Linked DNA regions of Mus musculus: region 2 is linked to region 1. Evidence: chromatin contacts called from public Hi-C data. All regions are on one chromosome and are shown on one strand. The core of a region is the stretch at or near the end of the contact, and the rest is flanking DNA. Distances in the headings are between cores, read along the strand shown.

Region 1 (3,395 bases), core at 527-3,026:
ATGCTTCCTTTTGGGGGAACAGGGTACACATTATAACAGCTGGCCCACAGAGCTAGCCATGATACCCTGCATCATCTCCTTCTTGTCCCTGACTCTTGCTGTAGATAATTGAGATGCTACAATTACTGCCTTTAGCCCCTGACACCAGAAGTCCTGTAGGGGATGCCTCTAGAGAGGCCATAGGGCAATGGCAAGAGCCAGCTGTTGGAGCTGTACTGCTGTGCTGGTTGGGTGCCTGGCCTGCCACAATTGGGCTTGGGTTGAACCTGGCAAAGATTCATAGCAATCAGAAAGAATTTAAGAAGTGAATTAACTTTTCAAATACCAGTGCATACTATTCTCCCTGGCTTAGTGTGTGGAACACACACAACTCAGCAACTGGCACTGGGAAGGCAGTTGGGATATTATGTTTGTCAGCTCACCTTTTGGATGGGCCGTAGGTAGGAGTGTTGTGCTGTGAGCATCTTGCTGTGGATGCCGTTCTGCTCTTATGTTAAAGCTGACTGACTTGATCAGAACTTCGATGGTGTAGAGTTGGAAACCCAGAGCCAAATTATCTTGAGCTATCTTTAGTCTCCTTAATAGCCAGCCGTTCATTGCCCATTTGACCAGGTAATGCTTGTTGGGCTGTACTAACTTAGCAAACCACTAGCTTTCACCAACCCCAAAGCTATGAATGTCACCAGATAGTATTTGAAACCTATGGATAGCACTGACTTCCCAACTATGCTGTTGTTGGGAAGAAGCAAAGGAAACTTACTCCAGGCAGTACCATTTCGTTTTCAGACTCCATTTAATCATAGGGATAAAGTAAATTCAAGGTCCCAGATCCCAGGGAAGCCAGGGGCTTCCCCATAGCTGAACATCTTCTGTTGTAAACGGTTGAGTCTAGACATCTCAGGCACAACTTCTCTGTCTTGCTGGCAGGGTTAAACAAGTTCATATGCTCCTGCCAGCGTCTTTGTCCCCTTATCACTCTTAGCTCTGGACCTAATGTCTTGGAGAATGAATTAAGGACCTTGAAGCCAGGTGCTCTGTACAGGCTCAGTCTCCCAACAGGTACTCCCATGTTTAACACATAATGTCAAAATACAATTGGATAACGCTGCAGTTCCCACCAGCTCCCCACTTTGAATTGTGTTACCATCCTATAACAATGCTGTATAATCTCCCACCCCGTACGTGGTTCAGATCCCAAACTGGCTGCCTCCCTGAGCACTCAGAAAATAAAGCCTTAATTTTTAAATTTCCATCTCTAAAGTGAGTTTTCTCAGCTTCCATCTCAAACCCAATACTAACAGTCTTTGGTGATGTTTTCATCAATGCATTGGAAAAATGCCTTGATTTATTGCTTCCTTTTCTTCTGCAATTACAAAAACGTAGTGAAGCAAGTTTCCATGCGAGAACATGCTATTTGGGGCAGCCTGGATCTGTGTTCCCAGATCATGGTCCCTTATATATGACTTAAGAACAAATCTGAAGCCACTTTTGGGTATTATACTATCCCTCAATCTGGTGGTCGTCCATCCTGCTATCCTGTAGTCCACCATCCTGGCACCCCAGGAGCCTATGCCTTCCATCCCCGAACTTTGTGGTCCTCTGGAGCACCCGAGCTTCCAGATTTGCACGTTTTGGAAGTCCTGGGAGTGTATCTATCCGTGCAAAGAGAGCTGTGCCTCACAGACACAGGCAAGCAAATTCTACCGGCTGCAAAAAGGACAAGGGAATTCTCAAAGGAAGTTCCGCCTTCCAGCCTGAGTGCTTCCTGTTTGGTAACTAAGGGCGCCTGGCTGTTGCTAGGGCCGCGGAATACAGACGGTTAGGCTTGGCTGCGAGCTCCAGGGAACGGTTTTGGGTGGCTTGTCTGTGATTCCTTTGAGCCTCGTACGCCATGTGCAGTGAGTTCTTGTCAGAGCTGCACTGGGAAGATGGGTTCGCCATCCCCGTGGCCAATCAGGAGAACAAGATCCTGGAGGATCAGGTGAGGAGGACCGGGTGGGATTTAGGGGAGAGACGACCAGAGGGGAACAGCTGAGGAATGGTAAAAGGGCTGGTTGAACGCCGCCAGGACTGCCAATGGATGACCAGGTAAAGACTAGGTAAGGAGTGTAAATAGAGGATGCTGGGCTAGGTGGGTATCCAGTGGGAATCCGGGGGAGGGCCAGGGAAGACCAAGTCCCACGTACAGGTGCCGCGCTGCTCATTTGCACCTCTTGTGGCCTGACTTCATCACTTAGATCTGATACTCCGGCCTCCCCACTTTCTCTCCTGCTCCTATCAGTTACTACACATTTGAAAGTTTTATCGAAGCAACAATTTCTATTCAGGGCCATAAAACCCGAGTCTCACTCTTCCAGCTGTTTCAGGTGCCAGCTAGCAGGCCTTTCCCATCCAATTAAGGATCACAAATGCATTTTTGGTGTTTCCTAGTAACCACCATTTACACATGTGCACACACAAGACACATTCTTGCCAGCATTTGTGTTTCTGTGATGTTTAAAATCGCTTGAGGTGCTTTCAAGGAAAACATTTTAGTGAAGTATGCAATATAGAGTTTCAGAGTGAGAATCGAGGTGTCACAAGATGGTGAAATATTTCACATTGTTAGGACAAACCTGCACCAACTAAAATACATGCAGTTTAAGTCGTTTTTTTGTTTGTTTGTTTTTTGTTTTTTTAATTGCAACCGGCTCCACAAAGTTAATGCATCTTTAGCAGTCACCCAAAGTCCCACGAAATGGTACTAGGGTGTGGGGAAGAGGGAACCAAGAATTGAAGATTTGTGCAAATTGACAAGGTAGAAGAGAATATTTTCTGCCCTCTGAAAGTGAGCATAAAAGACTTTTGGGTAAATCTTCTGAGAAGACTGGAACGTTTGGAATGCTCTGCTCTGCTCTGCTCTGCTCTGCTCTGCTCTGCTCTGCTCTGCTCTGCTCTGCTCTACTCTACTCTGCTCTGCTTTGCTCTGCTCTCCCCTCTGGTTAGGATTGGGCATTTCCCCTTAAGGACCATCAATATTAGGACAGATAAAAGATCACTGCTGGTGCCCGAGTCATAGCCGCCAATTGAAGGTTTGGAGCCAGCCCACCAACCTGATGGGTGTCTTGTTGAACTAGAGATGAGATGGGCAGGAGACACTGTATAATTAATATATTATTACATTGTATAAGAGGTATTTAGGAGAGCGATCCTGCTGGCTCTACAGTTAGCATTTGAATTTAAGGTTCTTGTCCTGTAGTTTTTATGCTCCTCCTTTCATTACGTTACCCTTCTTTCTTTTCGGGGTATGTGTTTGTGATGTATGGTGGTGGATGTGACTAAATAGTGTACATGTGTGCGCATGTGTGCAGAGGCCAGAGATCAAGCCTAAGCGCCATCCCCCAGGCTCTACTTCT
Region 2 (3,395 bases), core at 624-3,123, 72 kb before region 1:
AAAACTGTGGTCACACACACACCAAAAATAATGTGCAGAGACACTACAGCGGGCGCTGTTGTTTCCAAGATCGGGTGCTTACTGTGACATGTTGAAACCATGGTTTGCTTTAAATGTAATTATAAGTTTACTAATTAGTTACACATTATATGTTTTAGTTTTCTCTATTTTACAAATGAACCAAGGGGAAGTGTGAAGATTACATGTGCTATGGCTATTTTAGTAAAAAAGAAGAAAGTAATTATGTATCGGGCTGAAGGTCAAGTAGGCAGGTTTCCTTCCAGAAGGGGTGAAGGAAGGGGCCCAGTGGAAACCCAGAGGGGGCCAGTTTTACTTCTTCCATGAAACAAGGCTGAAGGCTCGCACATGCTCTGTGACAGAGCATCAGACAGGTGTGTGAAGGAGGAGATCTTGGGTTTGATATTGAGCACTGAAGGGTAAGTGTGTGGGCATAAAGAAAGGCCAACACTATCTTTAGAATTATACATGGCAAAAAAATGCCAGTCCAGCTTCTACAACGGTATGCCTATAGCTCTTTTCAATGGAAAACCCTGACACAAAAGATAAGTGCTATAGATATAGAGATAGGGTTACCAGGCAGCCTAGCTCTGGGTTCAGGTGAGAGAGGTCGAGGAAGGCACCCAATGCTAACTTCTGGCCTCCACATGCACATGCCTTCGTGGGTGAGTTCATCTGATCACCCATCCCCCAAATCTACCTGGACCCCAAACACAGCCAGATATTGGCAGGGTAGCTCATCAGTTGACTGTCTGAGGCAAGGAGGGCTAGTCTAGCCAAATCTCTGAAGATGTTTGCTTGTTGAATGAGAAAAATGTGTCTTTCACAAAAACTCAGACTTTTTCCAGAAAACAACAACAACAACAACACCCAAATGTCTTCAAGAACCATTTCCTATCCCAGGACTCTGTTCCTCTACTCTAGTCAGCAATGGATCCTCTCTGTTCTGTTCTTTCTTTCCAGGGCCCCTGGACTCTTCCAAGAATTGGTGCTCCCCGACGTGGGCTACCAAAGCATCTCGCAATAGAGGGCTCTTCCTGGTTCTTTTTCTGTGAAATGAGAAAACAAGTAACATCCCAGCTCCTCAGATGTTCTGTTAAATACTCACTCCTCCACAGGATCAAAAAGCATGAAAGCCTTTCTCCTGTGGAGCAGCGATAAGAAGGTAGGACTTATCACCCACAGGACATTTTTCAACGACTTATTTTTTTCTAGATAAAGTACTATGGGGTTTGCTCACAATTTGATTCTCACTTTGAGTATGCAAAATAAAAATCACAAGATGGCCACTTAAAAAATTTTTTTTGGTAGTTTGCAAATACACAAAATAGAAGCTTCCTTAAGTTTCTATTACGTATTTATCCTAGAAAAGGAATACAGAGGGCAGGGCCTATTTACTCTGCGGAAGGCATTGCCTTTATTCACACACGGGAACCCACAGCAGTAACAGACCATTTGCGTAGACAAGGAGAAGTAGCAAACCAAACACTAACATTTGTCACTGAGCCGTCACCTGGTCTGAATGAACCGTCACCCCCAGGGTTATGTGCTTGAACACGGTTGGAAAACTTGTGGAACCTTTAAGGGGTGGAGCCTTGCTGGAGGAAGTGGATCACGTGGGGCGGGGCTTGAGGCTGGTAGCCCTAGGGCACTTTCTTTTGTTCTGCTTTGCTTTCTGTTTGCTGACGGGATGTGGGCATACATCTTGGTCCTGCCGTTGTGCCTTTCCTGCCATCGAGGACTGTGTCCCTTCTTAAACAGTAAACCCTCCTTTAAGTTGCATGTCAGGTAATTTGTCATAACAATGAGACAATAACTAACGCGGTCCTCTTAGTGGCTAAAGGCTAGCCTGTTTCACAACAAAGAATGCCTTCTACTGGCTACTACCCTGCTGGTTCTTAAGGATTGCCTGTTGCTGTGCTAAAATACCATGACCAGAAGCAACTTGGGGAACAAAGGGACTCTTTCAGCCTACGTGCCCTGACTCATGTCTATCATCATCCCAGGAAGTCAAGGATATGCTTATCAATAAGATTTAATAAGTAATTTGCCAATTCTTTTTTCTTTTTTTTTTCAATTTAAAGCATTGATAATTTTAAATTCCTGGGGCTGGAGAGATGGCTCAGCAGTGAAGAACACTAATTCTTCTTCTAAAGGACCCAGTTCCTGTTCCCAGCATCCACACAATCCTCTGTAACTCCAGCCCCAGAAGATCTTCTGCCCTCTTCTGGAGTCACTGGGTACTGCACAGATATACATCAGGCAAAACACTTATACAAATAATAATAAAAGCAAAAAAATTAAAATTTAGAACCTGGTTTTGTATTTGATGTGAAATGTGGATTTTTTTCTTGCTGCAGGTGAGTCTACCCTGTTTATAATTATTGGTATTGCTGGTATGTATGAATTATGATGTTTGAAATGATTTATTCTATATTAACATTTTTAATTTTCTTTATGTATTTTCTGCTTTTACATTTTAATTTTAGCATTTGTATGGATGTCTACTTTTGTCTTAGTGCTTGTGGTTTTGATTATATCTTTTAAAAAAATTTATCTATCTTTCTATTATATGTAAGTACACTGTCTCTGTCTTCAGATACATCAGAAGGGCATCAGATCCCATTACAGATGGTTATGGGCTACCATGTGGTTTCTGGGACTTGAACTCAGGACCTCTGGAAGAACATTCAGTGCTTTTAACTGCTGAGCCATCTCTCCAGCCCCTAATTATATCTTTTTAAAGTACCTTTATTTTGCTATATTCTTGTGTAATTTGTTACCATTATTAGTGTTAGATAAAGTCCTTTAAACCCCCAGCCCATCCATTACCTGTATGTAGGGCAGTGGTTAAACAGGGTGGATTTGCCCTCTAGGACAGTGGCAATTATCTTATTAGTGAAGCTGGGGGCACTGCAGGCATCTGGTGGGCAGAGGCCAGAGGTGTTTCTCAGCCCCCTTCTGGGCTGAGATAGTGGCCTCTCAGAGTTATCAGACCCGGACTTTGGAGGTACTGAAGTCAAAAGACTGTGGAGCTGACCGTGAAGCTCAATGGTCCATTGTTTGTCTGGTGTATGAGGTCCCGAGAGAGAAAGTGGGGGTATAGAGAAAGGGGAGTGGAATTATTTTTACGTTGTATTTATCTCACCACGACATGTAATACGGATGCTGTTCTTCTGTCTGCCATTGTTTTCTCAGCAAAGCCCCTTTTCTCGAGCCTTGCTTCCCAGCATGGCAGTCACCAGCTCACTGTGGGGTGGGGGTGGCGTGTAAATAGTGACTCGGCTGGGTTGAAAGAGGGAACTGTAAAACACACGCGAGATTTCTACAGCATATTACAATATGTCCCCTGTATTACCAACTTTGGTAGAACTAGC

Evidence for each region. Hi-C and Micro-C count contacts between places; a contact is called where the count stands out from the background.
Region 2: a Hi-C map of spermatogonia shows a contact between it and region 1, with 2.3 times the contacts expected there. The contact joins the enhancer-like site here to the promoter of Ccdc39 in region 1. A contact is called at or near these places in 19 of 39 promoter capture datasets (the 3T3-L1 cell line, 3T3-L1-derived adipocytes, the HPC-7 cell line and 11 more), 3 of 15 datasets of contacts at CTCF or cohesin (the G1E-ER4 cell line, the NIH/3T3 cell line and hippocampal excitatory neurons), 61 of 484 Hi-C or Micro-C datasets (B cells, the CH12 cell line, the G1E-ER4 cell line and 38 more), 12 of 115 datasets of contacts at active chromatin or transcription factors (a beta-TC-6 cell line, bone marrow-derived macrophages, differentiating embryonic stem cells and 4 more) and 4 of 9 other capture datasets (adipose tissue, embryonic stem cells, liver and 1 more).

Annotation. Positions count from the first base shown.
Region 1 is chr3:33,842,691-33,846,085 of GRCm38.p6, reverse strand. It overlaps Ccdc39 (coiled-coil domain containing 39), which reads left to right and starts at 1,776. Exons shown (of 20, transcript NM_026222.2): 1 at 1,776-1,981. The coding sequence starts at 1,892.
Region 2 is chr3:33,914,804-33,918,198 of GRCm38.p6, reverse strand. No RefSeq gene overlaps it. Among named protein-coding and RNA genes, the nearest start is that of Gm42204, 9.7 kb to the right of the region's middle. Within about 2 kb of position 1,873, at least 7 of the 459 cell types and tissues checked have an H3K27ac peak or open chromatin away from gene starts, as enhancers often do. A contact at or near this core is called in the G1E-ER4 cell line, differentiating embryonic stem cells and spermatogonia, where this site is marked.